Regions from separate parts of the Mus musculus genome. Here all the other regions are linked to region 1. A link is a contact called in public promoter capture Hi-C data. All regions are on one chromosome and are shown on one strand. Each heading gives the region's core, a stretch centred on a gene start, on an enhancer-like site or on the middle of the called end of the contact. The rest is flanking DNA. Distances are from core to core; before and after follow the strand shown. Region 1 holds the start of Slc35a5 (solute carrier family 35, member A5). Region 2 holds the start of Cfap44 (cilia and flagella associated protein 44). Region 3 overlaps Boc (biregional cell adhesion molecule-related/down-regulated by oncogenes (Cdon) binding protein). Region 4 overlaps Boc (biregional cell adhesion molecule-related/down-regulated by oncogenes (Cdon) binding protein). Region 5 holds the start of Boc (biregional cell adhesion molecule-related/down-regulated by oncogenes (Cdon) binding protein).

Region 1 (2,779 bases), core at 179-2,678:
TTAAAGGTGTGCAACCCCAACGCCTGGCCCAAAAGTATTTTGGTAATAATTATTGGAAAGCATTCCCCCCTTGCCAAGGAAAGATCGAACAGCCTACTCTGCCCATCAGCAGATTTCACCCCTGCACTAAGATTGGTAAAATTCTAACTGAAAGCTAAGTACAGAACAAAAACTACGCAAAATTATCTGTTTCTCTTTTACTGCTTGCTTTTTACAAAGCAAAATCAAGTTACCGTATGTAGCCTAGAAGGTGTAAGAAAGCTCTGAATGAAGCCCTGAAATTTTACTTTTGAAAGCAAGTAATCCAATCTGTGCTAACAGCTAACCTATCACAACTTTCACCTAAAAATGTCAATAGTGTTTCCAATCTATACAATATACAATCGGCTGTGCTGAACTGTTGCTGTAGGATCACTCAAGTCCAAGATTAATAATCACTTACGGCTACCTTAAAGGCTTGAGAAACGTCAAGTTTCGCTCTAGTTCGGCTCAGAGTTACTAACATGTCACAGTTTACTATGTTCCTCTGAAACCTAAGCAAGTTGGGAATTAGATCACCCGAAAAGCAAAACTTCCTATGAAACTTGGAAGGAAACGTGGCATGCTGTTTAGCCACCAAGCTGTCATCTTTTCAAAGGTTAACCCAGTCTACCTATTTAAAAGACTATGGATGTCAGAACGTTCGTACCTCTGCTCCGCACCACCTAGCCGTGCACTCCAAGGCGGCACTGATCAGTGGAGACAGCAGGCACCCAGTTTCACTCTAGTGGAAGCGGGGAAGCCAGCAAGCCTTGGGACTGGCCCAGGAGCCCAAGGCAAGAGGCAGCACCCGGCCGCGCGACTCGCCCCTCCACCTTCTACACCCCGTCCACGCTGGGGACCGGGACTTGGGCAACCAGGGCAGAGCAAGCCAGACCCTCCCCGCTTACCTTGAGGACCGGGGTCAGGTACTCGGCCACTTCCAGAGCCTTTCCCTTCACCGTGTTGATCACATTCTGCATCCTGGGGCTGGAGCAGCGATAGGGCACGGAGGGACTGTCGCAATCCGGGCCACAGGGGAGTCAAAAACTGCCCCGGACGTGCCCGACTGGCATCGAACCTCGCAGCGGCACCGGCCCGGCCGGGGGGGAGGGGCGGCGACACGCGGAGGCCCGGCCCAGCTGTCACCTGGCCGCCACCGCAGAGGGCCCAAGCCGGCTGAGCGAGAGGCGGGTGCGCGCGCAGCCCCCGGCCTTCTCCAAGCTGTCTCTCTTCCCCGGAGCTCCACTGAACACCCCTTCCGGCTTCCCCTTCCTCTTCTCACACTCTCCCAACAGCCCCGCCGCCACCTAAGGCCTCACGTGACTCGACTCTCCCAGGACACGTGACAAAAGGAGGCCCGCGGGGGCGGGACCGGCCGGCCTCTGCTCCCTCCGGCCCGCCCCCCGGAAGCGCTGGAATGAGCGCGCCTGCGCAATGGCCGCTCAGGCTGCTCTTCCCTAGCGGGCGGCTCTTAGCTTTGTATTCCAGCCCTGGAAGGCAGCGTGAGAAGGGTTGATTTTTATTGTTTTTTGTTTGTTTTTGTTTTTGTTTTTTGTTTTTTGTCGCCTTTGCTCCCGGCTCATAGTTTCCCCACCAATGGGCCTTCAAAACCTACTGCTGCTACTACGAACTTAGGCAGTCACTATGTCGGCTCTATGATGTCCGTTCTTGCACTAGAACCTTCCCTGAGCGACTGAGGTAACCGCGCCCTCGCGGGCTGAGTGTTGTGGCTCGAGCGTGTTAAGGGGCTTGGGAGCCGCCCGCGATTCCTATTGCGCATGTGTGGGAGGGTTTCCCTGACAGTGAGGGAAACCTGGTGGAGGTGGGAGGAGTGCTGACCCATTGGCCTTCTGTCCATTGGCTTGTGCCCACCTGCTCTCTGATTTGGGCCTGTGTCTGCGGCCCTTGACGGCTCTATGTTCCCATCCTACCTGTGCGCGTTGGGCAAGTATTTACCCTGCCTGGAGTTTCGTGACCATCTGTCGTGAAAGACCGACCAGTTAGGCTCACTGACCCAAGATGAGCCTTCTGGTCCCATCCTGGTTCACTTAAGAGTCATTAGCTGTGATTCAACTATTTGCACTGAGGTCGCTTCTGTAAAAGAATCGTTCCCAGTGAGCTCTTTTTCTGCTCTGAAAGGAAAGGCCATTCCAAAATTCATTCCTTGTGGACCAAAGTTAATACGAATAAACTGCTTTTCTGCAGTCCCAAACTGTCAGTTACACATTTCCTAACTTATTTCCAATCTGGCCATCCCCTCTCTGTCTTGAGACTTGCCTCTCCTATCAGATGTTGGCAGTATGGTTTGTTTCCTTTAAGTCCTCTCTGTTGTCCTCGGCTGTCTTCCGTCTGCTGTAGTTGTGGCCAGACTTCTACAGGTTTCCTTTTCTATTCTTCACAGTCTTCAGTCTTTGCATTGTGTTTAATCCTTAGGTCTGCCGACGGGGCTGCTCATGAAAGTGATCTTCTTAAGGCAATTAAAAACCCGTGGAATGGAAAGAAAATGCTCCAGGCGCCCTGGGTTAGGCCCACCAACGCTGTACACATTCCTGCTAGGCATTATATTCATTACTCTAAGTTCAAGTCGAATCTTACTGGTAAAATACTCTGCCAATGAAGGTGAGTTAAAATGGAAATGTGTATGGGGTGCTTTTAATCATTTGCCTGGTGTTCTTATGAATAAATTATACGTGATGCCTTTTAAAGTACTATGCTTTGTGTCCATGATAAAGTGTATTGAAAATTTAAACTTTAACCT
Region 2 (2,779 bases), core at 183-2,682, 760 kb after region 1:
TAGATATTTCGTCCTTCCCTATCACCCACCTCATGCAATCTATTTCCAAGACGCGTTGCCAAATGGCCAGCTATGAAGACTTATGCTTTCACCCTTGTCCTCACCTCTTTAAGTACCAGGCTCACTGTCCCTGTCACTGCAGATACCCTCTGCTCCTACTCTGTTTCTCTAATCCATTTTATCTTTAAATTTTCTTTTCATGGGAGCTGGAGAGGAGAGATACCCCAGCAGTTAAGAGCACTGGCTGTTATTCCAGAGTACCAGGGTCAAGTTTCCAGCACTCCTGTGGCAGCTCAAAACCATCTTTACTCCAGTCCTAGAGCAGTCAATACTTTCTTATAGCCTCTGTGAGCACTGCACACATGTGGTACACGGATATACATTCAGACAAAGACTCGTACACATAAAACAAGAGTAAACAAAACCTTTAAATTTTCAGCTTTTCGTTACATTTATTTATATCTTCTTTGTGGGTAGGTGGGTACATGTGTGGAGGTCACAAGACAAATTTGTGGACATTCTTTCCTTCCGCCATGCAGGTGACAGGGATGGGACTCAGGTTGTCCGGCTTGGTGGCGAGTGCCTTAACCCATCGAGCCACCTTGCCAATCTTTTAATCTGTTTTCTGCCTTGCCCTTTGTATTCCTGAGAGAGCTACCAGAGCACCACTATGTTACAGCTTCGTCATCGAGTGACTGACTCTGTTGCCATCACAGAAGAATGCAATACAAACCCTCATCACGGTGCAAAAGCCCTTCGTGGTGAGGTTGCAGATCGCTGCTGCATCTCACACCCACTCTGTTCCTACTCCCCTTTGGCCCCTTTTCTCTGGTGTCTTACTAAGCAGGCAAGTAAGACTACTCATGACTAACGAATACCCTGTACACTCGCTCCCTACCGCCTTTGCCTATTACCAGCGTTCAGCTGCACTCCTGAGACACTTGGCCTGCATTTAAATCTTAACAAGAACCCTAGGAGGCAAACACAGCCATTCCCCCCCCCCCCCCAGATAAGGAAAATAGTGTAGAAGGGCCCACTGAGAAGGCTCACAGCTAAGGGTGGGCAGGGGTGGCTTTGTTGACCCAGGCACATTTCCAGCAGGCTTTCTTCTTCCCTCTGTGGTGACCTAACTTCTCTGGCTACCTGGTTGCTTCTTAACCTGCATCACCAGTTCCCTGCAGGCTGGAGCTGTGCATGTCTAACCCGCACTGGTTGCTTCTGATGTTTGCGTTGAATTACCACAGGAGGACCGGGGAAGTGTTCCAGAGAAATTGGACCATACTAGTTCCACCTAGAAGGTGGAGTTCACTGCTCTCTGAGTCGCTACCAGATTTAAGGGAGACTTATGGGGACAGCCCGGCCCAGGCTAAGAGCCCACTTACCGGAGGTGTTCGCTACAGCAGCTGGTTTCTAGTCACACCCGCCCAAGGACTCCGTTTACTGCGGTTGCCATAGCAACGTCCCTCCGCCTGCTGGTAGTGATGTTGGGGGAGGGGAACAGCAGGCTATTAGGCGCATGCGCAGCATCCCCCAAGGTTTTTGCCTAAACTGAGGTGTTGCCACAGAGTCGTCCGTGTGCCCTGGGGAAGAAGCTACTGCGACACCCCCCACCCTCAGGAAACAGAAGCCCAGCATTCCAACAATTTATGAACCAGATGACAGAGTATTTGGGTACTTGCCCAACTTTCCAAACCGGCCAAAGGGTCCTAAGGCAATTATTTGCCAATTAAAAACAAAACTTAAAATGGTGTGGTCTTGGCTGCAGAAGGCAGCTTCCAGATACATCAACATCGAAGACGAGTATTTTCTAAAGCTTACCTGTGTTTTTTAAAAAGTAAATAAGGGTTGTGTTGTGAATTCTTGCTGTAGGAGGTGGGCAGCAGCAAGAGGATTAATTTTGGGTTTTTGTTTTTAATCTGCAAGGTATGTATTGGACAAAGGACTTGTATATAAAATATATGACGAGCTCATTCCTGTTTTGTTTTGTTGTTTTTGTTTTTGTTTTTGTTTTTGTTTTTCAAGGCAGGGTTTCTCTGTGTAGCCCTTGCTGTCCTGGGACTCACTCTGTAGACCAGGCTGGCCTCGAACTCAGAAATTCGCCTGCCTCTGCCTCCCAAGTAATGGGATTAAAGGCGTGCACCACCATCGCCCGGCTCATGCCTTTAATAAAAAGGCAAATAACCCAACAAAAACTGAACAAAAAGTTTTGAAGCTACTTTATGAAAGAAGGCATACAAATACCAATGAACAGACCAAATAGGTAAGGCATCACTATCAGGGATGAAATACAAATTAAGATGCAACAACTCAGCCACCGAGAAAGAAAAAAAAGACTGACCAAATACTAGATAGGATTAGTAGTAACAAGAGAAGGTATGTGTGACTAGTGAGAGTATAAATGGGATGTCAGAAAACCACTTAATTTCTTGAAATTTAATCATGCATTCTTATGTAAGGCAGTAATTCATCTCTAGTTTTGCATCTAAGACAAATGAAATATTTAATCTCCTTCATAGTATGTTTATTTGTAACAGGTTAAAGTTGGAAACAAGTCCAGGCATTTGGTATCGGGACACTTAAGTACAAAATTATGGCACAGTCATACAATCAAATACTAATACAGAATACAAAGGTTTATCAATTGACACACATAACGTGGGTCAATCTCAAAATCATGTTGAATGTGAGAAGCCAAAATAAAGATACTGTTGTTAATCCTGAGATTTAACAGGAAAAAACCAATTGCACCATTTTAGGCCAAACTTGAAGCAAGCTTTAT
Region 3 (2,779 bases), core at 126-2,625, 650 kb after region 1:
CCAGGATAAGGGTCTTAAAGCCCATGCCAACACAGAGGCCACCTACACAGAGGCCACACCTCCAAATAGTGACCCTCCCTGGGCCAAGCATATTCAAATCATGACAACATACTCTCAGTTAAGCAAGTGAACCGGCTCTTTAGGAAAGCAACAGTACACTTTAATACCTCATGAGCTAAACCTACGAGTGGAGCTATTTTCCCTTTGAGGTGTTTTTACGTGTGAAGTGGGCAATCCATTCTTTTTGCAGTTTTGTCCCTATGGCGTTGTTTCCTACGACTTCCTGTTTTGTCCGTGTTTATAGTTGAAACTTCCTGTGTTTTCTGTGCTTCCCCTTGAGTGGAATAGATTACTCTCCTACACGTTTGTGCTAATTTTGGCTAATCCTAATTTCACTCTGTGTGTGTGTGTGTGTGTGTGTGTGTGTGTGTGTGTGTGTGTGACATATATAGAAAGAGTGAACAAGGAATTTGTTAAAACAGGTTGGTGATACAGAAGGGCTTTTAGAAAAAAACTGATGGAAGTCAAAAAGAGTAAAGGAGGGCTGGAGAGATGGCTCAGCGGTTAAGGGCACTGACTGCTCTTCCAGAGGTCCTAATTTCGATTCCCAGTACCCACATGGGGGCTCACAACCATCTGTAATGGGATCTGATGCCCTCTTCTGGTGTCTGAAGACAGCTATAGTACAACTGTATACATAAATAAATACTTTTTTTTTTTTAAACATGTACAGGATATTAAACAAAACGGAGGGCTGGCAAGATGGCTCAGTGAGTAGCCTCACTTGCATGCAGGCCTGGCACTTGAATTCAACCACCAGATCCTACAAAAGCTGGTGGAAGATGGCTTCTTAGAGCTGTTACTGTGGCGCATCCATGCGAGTGCGAGTGCGCATGCGTGCGTGTGTGCATGCGTGCTGACAGATATGTGGGGAGAAAGAAGGGCCACATGAACCTGTCTGTCCCCAGCATAGTGGTCCTGCCTCTCCAACCTGGAATTCTGTTTACAAGGGCCTGCTGAAGATGTCTGTTCCCTTCGGAGCTGCTAGGCTCCTGTTTCCACCCTCCCCTCTCTCCCTGTGCTGGCCACCCGCCCTGTCAAAGACCGTGCTGGGATCCAGCTTTGCCTCTGATGAGTCGAGACCACCAGGATTTACATGAATTTTCCCATTGCTGAGTTTGTATTTATATTTATATTTGGATGATCAGAGAAGTATGTGTGATGTGGGTTGTTGGCAAGTAAATCTTTTTCTCCTCTCTCTTTCTTCAATGTATTTTTTTTTCCAAACTCTCATCGGGTCCAAAAAGAAACTGCAGCTTTTTGTGTGCCAGCACTACCTCACAGAGGCACTGCAGTCAGGGAAATGAGTACGGCTGCATACATCTCTCTTGCATCTGGCTGCCAGACTCGGTGGAGACGTGGCTCCATCTTTGACTTGTCTTTGAGGACTAATCGCATTTCATGTTCTCTTATGTCTTTTAAAAATATTTTTTTAATTGGTTCAAGCAAAAAAAAATTCCTCAAGCCTTAAGCCAGTTTATTGCAAATCATTTAATAACATTGCAAAATAGATTCTTTTTTCCTTTCCTTCCCCTCACATGCCTGCCTCTTTCTGCCTTCTCTCTTCTCAGCCATAATTCTCTCTCTCTTGTCTTAACTAGATTTTTTCTTTTTCTTTTTTTTTTTTTTGCCTTTACTTCCTACCCTCCGGTCTCTTTCATCTCTCCTCCATTCTTAGCCTTTCCACCTTTCAAATATGGGAAACCACACCTCAGCTGAGGGGGAAAACAACACACAACAAAAGATTTGACAACTAATCTGTTTGGCAGATGCAAAAACCCCACCCCACCCCCCAATAGAAACTGGTTTTTATTTAAATAAAAGACAGCATAGCATGCTTTCATCAGAAAGTGTGTTTGAGAAATTTCATGTCATGTTTCCATGGCTGTCAGGAAAGAGTTTTGTTTGGAGCCAAAATTATTTGTACAATTGGATTGGCAGGGGGAGAAAAAAAATTCTCAAAGAGAGCAAACATATTTATCCACTGTCCTGGCCTGCCAAACAAGGCACAAAGCTGGCATCTACAGCTTCCTCCTCAGATTGTATGCAGCTTGGGGCAGCCTACTTTGGACTGTTGGTGGAGGAGCTGATGCCGGTGCTGGGAGCACCACTCTGGTGATCTGTCTTATGTTGACCTTAACCTATCTCATCGTTAGATCAGAAGACCCCCCCCACCCCTGTCTAGGACCGACCTATCTTATTCTCTTTGCATTTTCTGCATACCAGAATGTCTGAGTAAAGGCATCCATGAGGCTTAAAGGATGGAACTGTGCTAAATGTCCGCCTTAGGAAACACTGGGTTAGGCCAGCCTGGTGAGTTACAGTGCTGTTTGGCTTTAGTGGTCTGTGTGCCCTGGCTACCCACTGGCAAGCGCTTAGTCATTCCTCGGATGCTCAGCTTCTGAGAGGCCTGCCCAAGCCATAACCCCAGTTACTCTCCAGGTGCCAGGTTCCCTGAGCTCATGAGCACCATCAGCTGTCGCTTTACTTGGTCCCCTGTCCTTAGCAGGTGACTTTGTGGTTTTCCATTTGCAAGGTACTTTTATTCAAGGATAACTCAAGGGTGAAGCTAAGCCATTGGGTGTGTCTTAGACAACCAAAGGATCTGGTGAGGTGTGCAACCCCCCTGTCCATCGGTAGAACAGTTTAGGGCTCAGGAAAGCCCAATACTGCCCGAGGCCACTTACAGAAGCAATGCCACGGCCCCTCTGCCTTCTGC
Region 4 (2,779 bases), core at 74-2,573, 620 kb after region 1:
TCGGCCCAAACCACATTCTCTAAGCGCTAGTTTGCGCAGCAAAACAGTTTCAGCAAGGTCTAGATGCTATGTTTTAGACAGCTTAGTAAAGAAACAAAGCTGTTAGGAAAAGGGGCTCTCTAAAGGTCGCTGATGGAACTAGGAGGCCCACTTTCCCTTTTTGCAAAGTCCATGTCTGTGACGTGAGAGAGCAGCAGAGCCGTGGAGTCAGGAAAGATGATGCTTACAAATGGGTTAGGAGGACCTCATCTTCGAACCCAGCACAGCAAACCATGATTTGGGAGTGAGACAAATAACATTTGGGGGTTCAAGGGATTATCGAGAAATGAGGTCAGCAGGTGTACAGGGGAAAGCAAGTTTGATGACGTCACGGTAGTAGTTTGGATAGGCTTTTTTTTTTAATTTGTCTTTTGAATGATGAAAGTGATAATATAAACTGACTTTAACAATTTCTGGTGTTTTAAGTGAAAAGTATAAATCTCTTAATCTTCAGACATAGTTGATATTAAAATTTTCTCCTTACGTTTTTCTATGACACCCCAAACAACTACATGCCACACGTTCATATGGGGTTTTGTTTGTTTTTTCTTTTAATTTCAAAACTGGATCTCCAAGAACCTCTCAAGTTAGGTCAGCATGTCCAAAAAATGTGTTTGGCAAAAATCCTCATCATTAATGGTACTCTAAGAAAAAAATGGCACTCTCAAATCACCCCCCGACCAAGGGTCATGTAAGTCCAAGCTTGTGGTTACAGACTCGGAGCCTACTCTATCTTGGTGATTCATGCTGTGTAACAGAAAATTAAAGGTTCTGAAAGGTCGGCAGCAATGAAATCTGACTGGATTTTCATGCATAGCATTTCTCTAAATTATTTTTGGTGTGAGTCGGGGAGCATCTTTTATCATTTGGTAGGGTTTTGGAATGTCTTAGGCAATACTCACCGACCGACCTCGGTCCCAACACCATCCTTCACTACCCACACTGGAACTTTGTGACCCAGGGAGGAAACCAGTTCATCTGTCTGTGTAATTAAGAAATAGCTACTGTGCCCCTGTCAGGAGCCATGTACTGGGGTGGCTGTTGGTGTCTAACAACAGGCAAGATGGCAGCGTGTCTGCCTCCAGGACTTACACGGTTGCAGCAACATTCCTGCCCTGGACCTGGGAATGGCAGACCCTCTGCAGGAAATCTTCCTTGGTGGTGGTGGTGGGAGCCTGGGAGCTGGAGACTAGAATTAGCCTGCTCGCTCACTCTTCCCATCACCTCCTGGCTACAGTTCCCCACACTCGCTCCTGCATAAACAGCGGCCCCTGGTCCAGCTGCAAGACTCCATGTGTTTGTTTACCCTGTATGTGCCAGCCTTGCACTAAGGCCTCCGTGCTTCATGAGTTAGGGAGAGCTGGCAGGGGCGAGGTGGGGGCTTTTAGCAGAAGGCAGGGGCTGACTGACTGACAGATGGACTGCAGCCTGCTTCACATTCACACAGTGGTATTTATTTAAAGTGTAGGCGTTTTAAAAGAGCTTGGTAATTGAGAAAGGAAAGGTTAGGGGTGGGACAAGGGACTCCGTGTGTATGCTTTGGGGGTCAGGGAGGGGGTGAAGAAAGTGAGTTTGAATAAGGTCAGATGGGAAAGTAAACTGTCATGATCCTAAAGTATAGCTACCAGCCAGAGCTGCAGCTTCACTCAGTGTGTGTGTGTGTGTGTGTGTGTGTGTGTGTGTGTGTGTGTGTGTGTGAGTGATGTTGTGTATGTGTGCGTGTATGTGTGTCTCTGTCTCTCTGTGTGTATGTGTCTGTGTGTCTATGTGTGTGCATGTGTGTGATGTGTGTGTATGTGTGCATGTATGTGTCTATGTGTGTATATGTACATGTGTGTGAATGTGTACAAGTGTGTGTGTGTCTGTGTATGTGAGTGTGTCCATGTCTGTGTGTGTATGTGTGCATGTGTGTGTGTCTGTGTATGTATGTGAGGGTGTGTGTGTGTGTGTGTGTGTGCATTTATGTGTGTGTGTCTGTGTGTGTATGTGAGGGTGTGTGTGTGTGTGTGTGCATGTCTGTGTGTTTGTGTGTCTATGTGTGTATGGGTATATGTGTGTGTGTCTGTGTATGTGTGTGTCTGTGAGTGTGTCCATGTCTGTGTGTGTATGTGTGCATGTGTGTGTGTCTGTGTGTTTATTGTGTTATGTGTGTGTGTGTCTGTGTATGTGTGTGTCTGTGTGTCCATACCTGTGTGTGTATGTGTGCATGCATGTGTGTGTGTCTATGTGTGTATGGGCGCACCATATGTGTGTGTCTGTGTGTCTCTATGTGTGTGTGTATATGTGTGTCTGTGTATGTATATGAGTGTGTGTGTGTGTCTGTGTATCTATGTGTATATGGGTACAACATATGTGTGTGTGTGTCTGTGTATGTATGTGTGTGTGTGTATGTCTGTGTCTGTGTATGTATGTGTGTGTGTGTGTGTGTGTGTGTGTGTATGTGTGTGTCTGTGTATGTATATGAGTGTGTGTGTGTGTATGTGTGCATGTGTGTGTGAGATGTGTGTGTATGTGTTCAAGTCTATGTGTCTGTATGTGTATGCATGTGTGTGTATATATGTGTGCATGTCTGTGTGTGTCTGTGTACGTGTCTGTGTGTCTATGTGTGTCTGTGTACATGTACGTGTGTGTCTGTGTATGTCTATATGTCTGTGTGTCTGTCTGTCTTTGAGGCAAATTGTGTACATAACTAGAATATTGGGAGTGGGTGGGAAGATGCCGATGAAAATAGCTAAACTGT
Region 5 (2,779 bases), core at 94-2,593, 600 kb after region 1:
ATGTAGAAATGCCAGATAAATCAGTGCAGAGACTGACTCCTGCTCTAATTAACAAACTCGGGGAGGAAAGAATGCTGGAAAATGTGGAATCTTTCCCTTCCTCCTACTGCTTCAATTGGAATCATGTGCTGAGGACAACCAAAAGCAACAGAAAATAAAACCGTGACCTAAAAAAAATTTTTAAGTGATTTCTTTTCTGTCACATGGTGACTTTCTGAGTCCCAAGGCCACAGTTCTGCCATTCAGGGAAGACAGCACCTCTCTTCACCGTGCTCTTCCCTGGCTGACCCACTCCAAGGGCCACCTCCTCTCCACCTTGGAACAAGGCTTTGACAAATGGCTTAACTCCTAAAATATAAGGGATAAGAAACTCTCACAGAGTCTGGTGCATTTTTAGAAAATCTAGCGTTGCCAACTTAATTTAGTATTGGGCTTGTGTGTGAAAGTGCGTTTTTGTTGCCGTTGTTGTTTGTTTGTTTTTAAATGTGTACCCGAACTAACAGTTTCAGATCACCTGAAAACTAAAGAAATCCTTTCTTAGCACAGACTTGCTGAATCAGAAGTTGGAGGTGGAGCCCATCCATCTACGTTGTAACAATTTGTCCAAAGAAGTTCCCGACAATGGGTTTGAAAATTACTGTGTGCATGTTTTCTCTCCAACCAACACGGAGGTAACGGACTAACTCTCCGTGACATCACCCCCCACCCCTTTCCTAGGATGCTGAAAGGGGAGGTCAAGCCAAAGACCTGGCAAACCCTTCCCTGCCAGCCAAGTGTCTGGGAAGGCTGTTTTATGGCTTTGCCATGATGAGGTTTCTTATCATTTTCCTAATTGCCCTTGCCCTGCCTTACATTTGTTTGTTTGTTTATTTATTTATTTAGGTGATGGTGGTTGGGGGATTGCCCTGCTTTTATTAATTGTAACTTTGTTTTTATTGCATTATCTGGTAGGTTTGTTTGTTTGTTCAGAATGATAGAGAAATTGAGAAGTGGGTGCCAGCACGGGAAGGAGGGGTAGTGCTGGCCAAGGGAAGGGTCCAAGGTGAAGCTAAGCAGGGTGGACCGGCACCCCCGCGCGTGGGAGAAAGGCACTTTTGGTGTGGTCAAAGAAAATAATTTGGAAGGACTGAGGGAATTTAACGCAGTGCAAAGAAAGTAGGCGTTAAGGGAAAAATTGTTCTAAAATTGGGGGGGACTTGTGGTCCCTCCCCCCCCCCCCCACTCCAGTTTCCTTTTCAAGACTTTTTTGCTTTGCTCCCTTTTGCTCCTCCCCCTCCTCCCCGCCTCCTCGGCTCCCCTCCCCTCTTCGAGCGGTAATGGGAGGCTCCTAGGCAGGAGAAGCAAAAGAAGGAATTGTTTGCAAGTTCAGTCATCCAAAAAAGCGTCTTCCATATGGAGGGATTGGGTGCGCTGGGCGCGGCGTCCTCTGCCTTGCCCGCCTGCTGCCGCCGCTGCCACCACGGCTCTGGCTTCCTGCAGTGGGGACCCTGAGCTGGGTCTCGCTGGTGTCAGCTCCGGCCGGCCGCATTCTCACACTCTCGCACCTCGTACCCGCCGCGGCCACACAAGCCCTTCCTCCTCCGGCCGCAACTTCTGGGTCCTGGGCTCTTTTGTTGCTCCGGCTGCGGCCACTCTGCCGTGGTGTGTGTCCTCTTGTGTCACCGCGCTGTGCGTGTGTGTGTCGGTGTGCGCGGGGGCCGTGTGGCCCTTCTCCGCTTCACCACGCGGGACCCGGAGTCCCGGCCCCCTCTTCCCAGGCTCCGGCTGCAGGCGAGGTGAGTCATGTCGCTGAAGTTTGTTTTCTTTTCATAAAAAGTTGTGTTTATTTGTTGGTTTGGGGATAGGAGGCGTGTGGGAGGCGGCCGCCCGTCCTGGGATGCCGAGGGCTCCCGGGAGACGTGCTGCAGGGCGCGGGCTCCAAGCGCTGGGCTGGGGCTCCGCCTGGGGCTCCGGCAGCTAGGCTAGGACCGGGGTTGGGGCCCCTAGTGCTTGACTGGGTTTCAAGCTGGAGGCTCACTTTGGGGCTCAGGGTGTTCTGTTGGGGTTCAGACGGAGTTTGGATCTCTGGGTTGGAGCTCGAGCGCTGGGCTGGGGCTCAGACTGGAGCTTGGAGCGGTGAGCTGGACTCGGGCTTGCGCTCCGATCTCTGAGCTGGGCTCTTGCCCGGAATCCCAGCGCTTGACTGGATCCGACTAGAGTCAGGGCCTGACGCCGCACGAAGTTCCCGGAGCCGCCACTGCTTGTGCTCCTCCGCCCAGCCGAGGGCCGCCGGGCTTCCCTCTCTTGCCCGGTCTGGCTCGGTTAGCTCCCGCGGTTCCCGGAAGCTGCTCCGGTGGTAGGAAGATTCAGACATCTTCCCAAACTCACCCCGAAGGGCTGACAGGGTGCCCTGGTTGCACAGCCAAGCGGTGGGAACAAGCCCACACTCGACACCGATTTGCTTCTTTAAGGGGAGAAGTTATCAGCGAGGTTTTAAAAGGAAAATCCTAAGTCAGGGACCAAGGGAGACCAAAAGCTAAACAGCTCTTAAAAAATCTTCTTGGCTGGACCGGTGGATGGGAGGCACTGAATTAATTGGCATCCAGAGGTGTCTGTGAGAGTAAAGCATCAGCAAGAGGTGTGTGTGTGTGTGTGTGTGTGTGTGTGTGTGTGTGTGTGTGTGTGTGTGGTGTCCCACTGGGGTTTTGTTTCTATTAACTATGAGAAGGTTGAGAAGTGATTTTGTGGGTCAAGTGGTAGAGAAGGCTGTGGAAGAAAGGGAAAGGCAAAATGAACTTTC

Evidence for each region. Promoter capture Hi-C pulls out the DNA fragments that hold promoters and counts their contacts.
Region 2: a promoter capture Hi-C map of hippocampal neurons shows a contact between it and region 1, with 4 times the contacts expected there. The contact joins the promoter of Cfap44 here to the promoter of Slc35a5 in region 1. A contact is called at or near these places in 13 of 39 promoter capture datasets (the 3T3-L1 cell line, 3T3-L1-derived adipocytes, the SN4741 cell line and 8 more), 1 of 484 Hi-C or Micro-C datasets (olfactory sensory neurons) and 3 of 115 datasets of contacts at active chromatin or transcription factors (astrocytes, embryonic forebrain and embryonic stem cells).
Region 3: a promoter capture Hi-C map of hippocampal neurons shows a contact between it and region 1, with 3 times the contacts expected there. The contact joins the enhancer-like site here to the promoter of Slc35a5 in region 1. A contact is called at or near these places in 6 of 39 promoter capture datasets (the 3T3-L1 cell line, cranial neural crest, hippocampal neurons and 1 more), 1 of 484 Hi-C or Micro-C datasets (hematopoietic stem and progenitor cells), 3 of 115 datasets of contacts at active chromatin or transcription factors (bone marrow-derived macrophages and embryonic stem cells) and 1 of 9 other capture datasets (embryonic stem cells).
Region 4: a promoter capture Hi-C map of hippocampal neurons shows a contact between it and region 1, with 2.3 times the contacts expected there. The contact joins the enhancer-like site here to the promoter of Slc35a5 in region 1. A contact is called at or near these places in 4 of 39 promoter capture datasets (the 3T3-L1 cell line, 3T3-L1-derived adipocytes and hippocampal neurons) and 1 of 115 datasets of contacts at active chromatin or transcription factors (trophoblast stem cells).
Region 5: a promoter capture Hi-C map of neural stem cells shows a contact between it and region 1. The contact joins the promoter of Boc here to the promoter of Slc35a5 in region 1. A contact is called at or near these places in 2 of 39 promoter capture datasets (3T3-L1-derived adipocytes and neural stem cells), 1 of 115 datasets of contacts at active chromatin or transcription factors (trophoblast stem cells) and 2 of 9 other capture datasets (liver and macrophages).

The regions. Positions count from the first base shown.
Region 1 is chr16:45,157,322-45,160,100 of GRCm38.p6, reverse strand. Slc35a5 (solute carrier family 35, member A5) reads left to right here and starts at 1,428. Exons shown (of 7, transcript NM_028756.4): 1 at 1,428-1,719; 2 at 2,455-2,640. The coding sequence starts at 2,475. It overlaps Atg3 (autophagy related 3), which reads right to left and starts at 1,272. Exons shown (of 12, transcript NM_026402.3): 1 at 930-1,272. The coding sequence starts at 1,001.
Region 2 is chr16:44,393,452-44,396,230 of GRCm38.p6, reverse strand. Cfap44 (cilia and flagella associated protein 44) reads right to left here and starts at 1,432. Exons shown (of 35, transcript NM_001033247.1): 1 at 1,383-1,432.
Region 3 is chr16:44,509,322-44,512,100 of GRCm38.p6, reverse strand. All of the region lies in intron 3 of Boc (biregional cell adhesion molecule-related/down-regulated by oncogenes (Cdon) binding protein), which reads left to right. Among named protein-coding and RNA genes, the nearest start is that of Gm30064, 20 kb to the left of the region's middle. Within about 2 kb of position 1,375, at least 38 of the 459 cell types and tissues checked have an H3K27ac peak or open chromatin away from gene starts, as enhancers often do. A contact at or near this core is called in hippocampal neurons, where this site is marked.
Region 4 is chr16:44,537,160-44,539,938 of GRCm38.p6, reverse strand. The region is part of intron 1 of Boc (biregional cell adhesion molecule-related/down-regulated by oncogenes (Cdon) binding protein); the gene reads left to right. Among named protein-coding and RNA genes, the nearest start is that of Gm30064, 8.2 kb to the right of the region's middle. Within about 2 kb of position 1,323, at least 48 of the 459 cell types and tissues checked have an H3K27ac peak or open chromatin away from gene starts, as enhancers often do. A contact at or near this core is called in hippocampal neurons, where this site is marked.
Region 5 is chr16:44,557,434-44,560,212 of GRCm38.p6, reverse strand. It overlaps Boc (biregional cell adhesion molecule-related/down-regulated by oncogenes (Cdon) binding protein), which reads left to right and starts at 1,343. Exons shown (of 19, transcript NM_172506.2): 1 at 1,343-1,775. Mir3081 (microRNA 3081) reads left to right here and starts at 2,084; the gene lies at 2,084-2,167.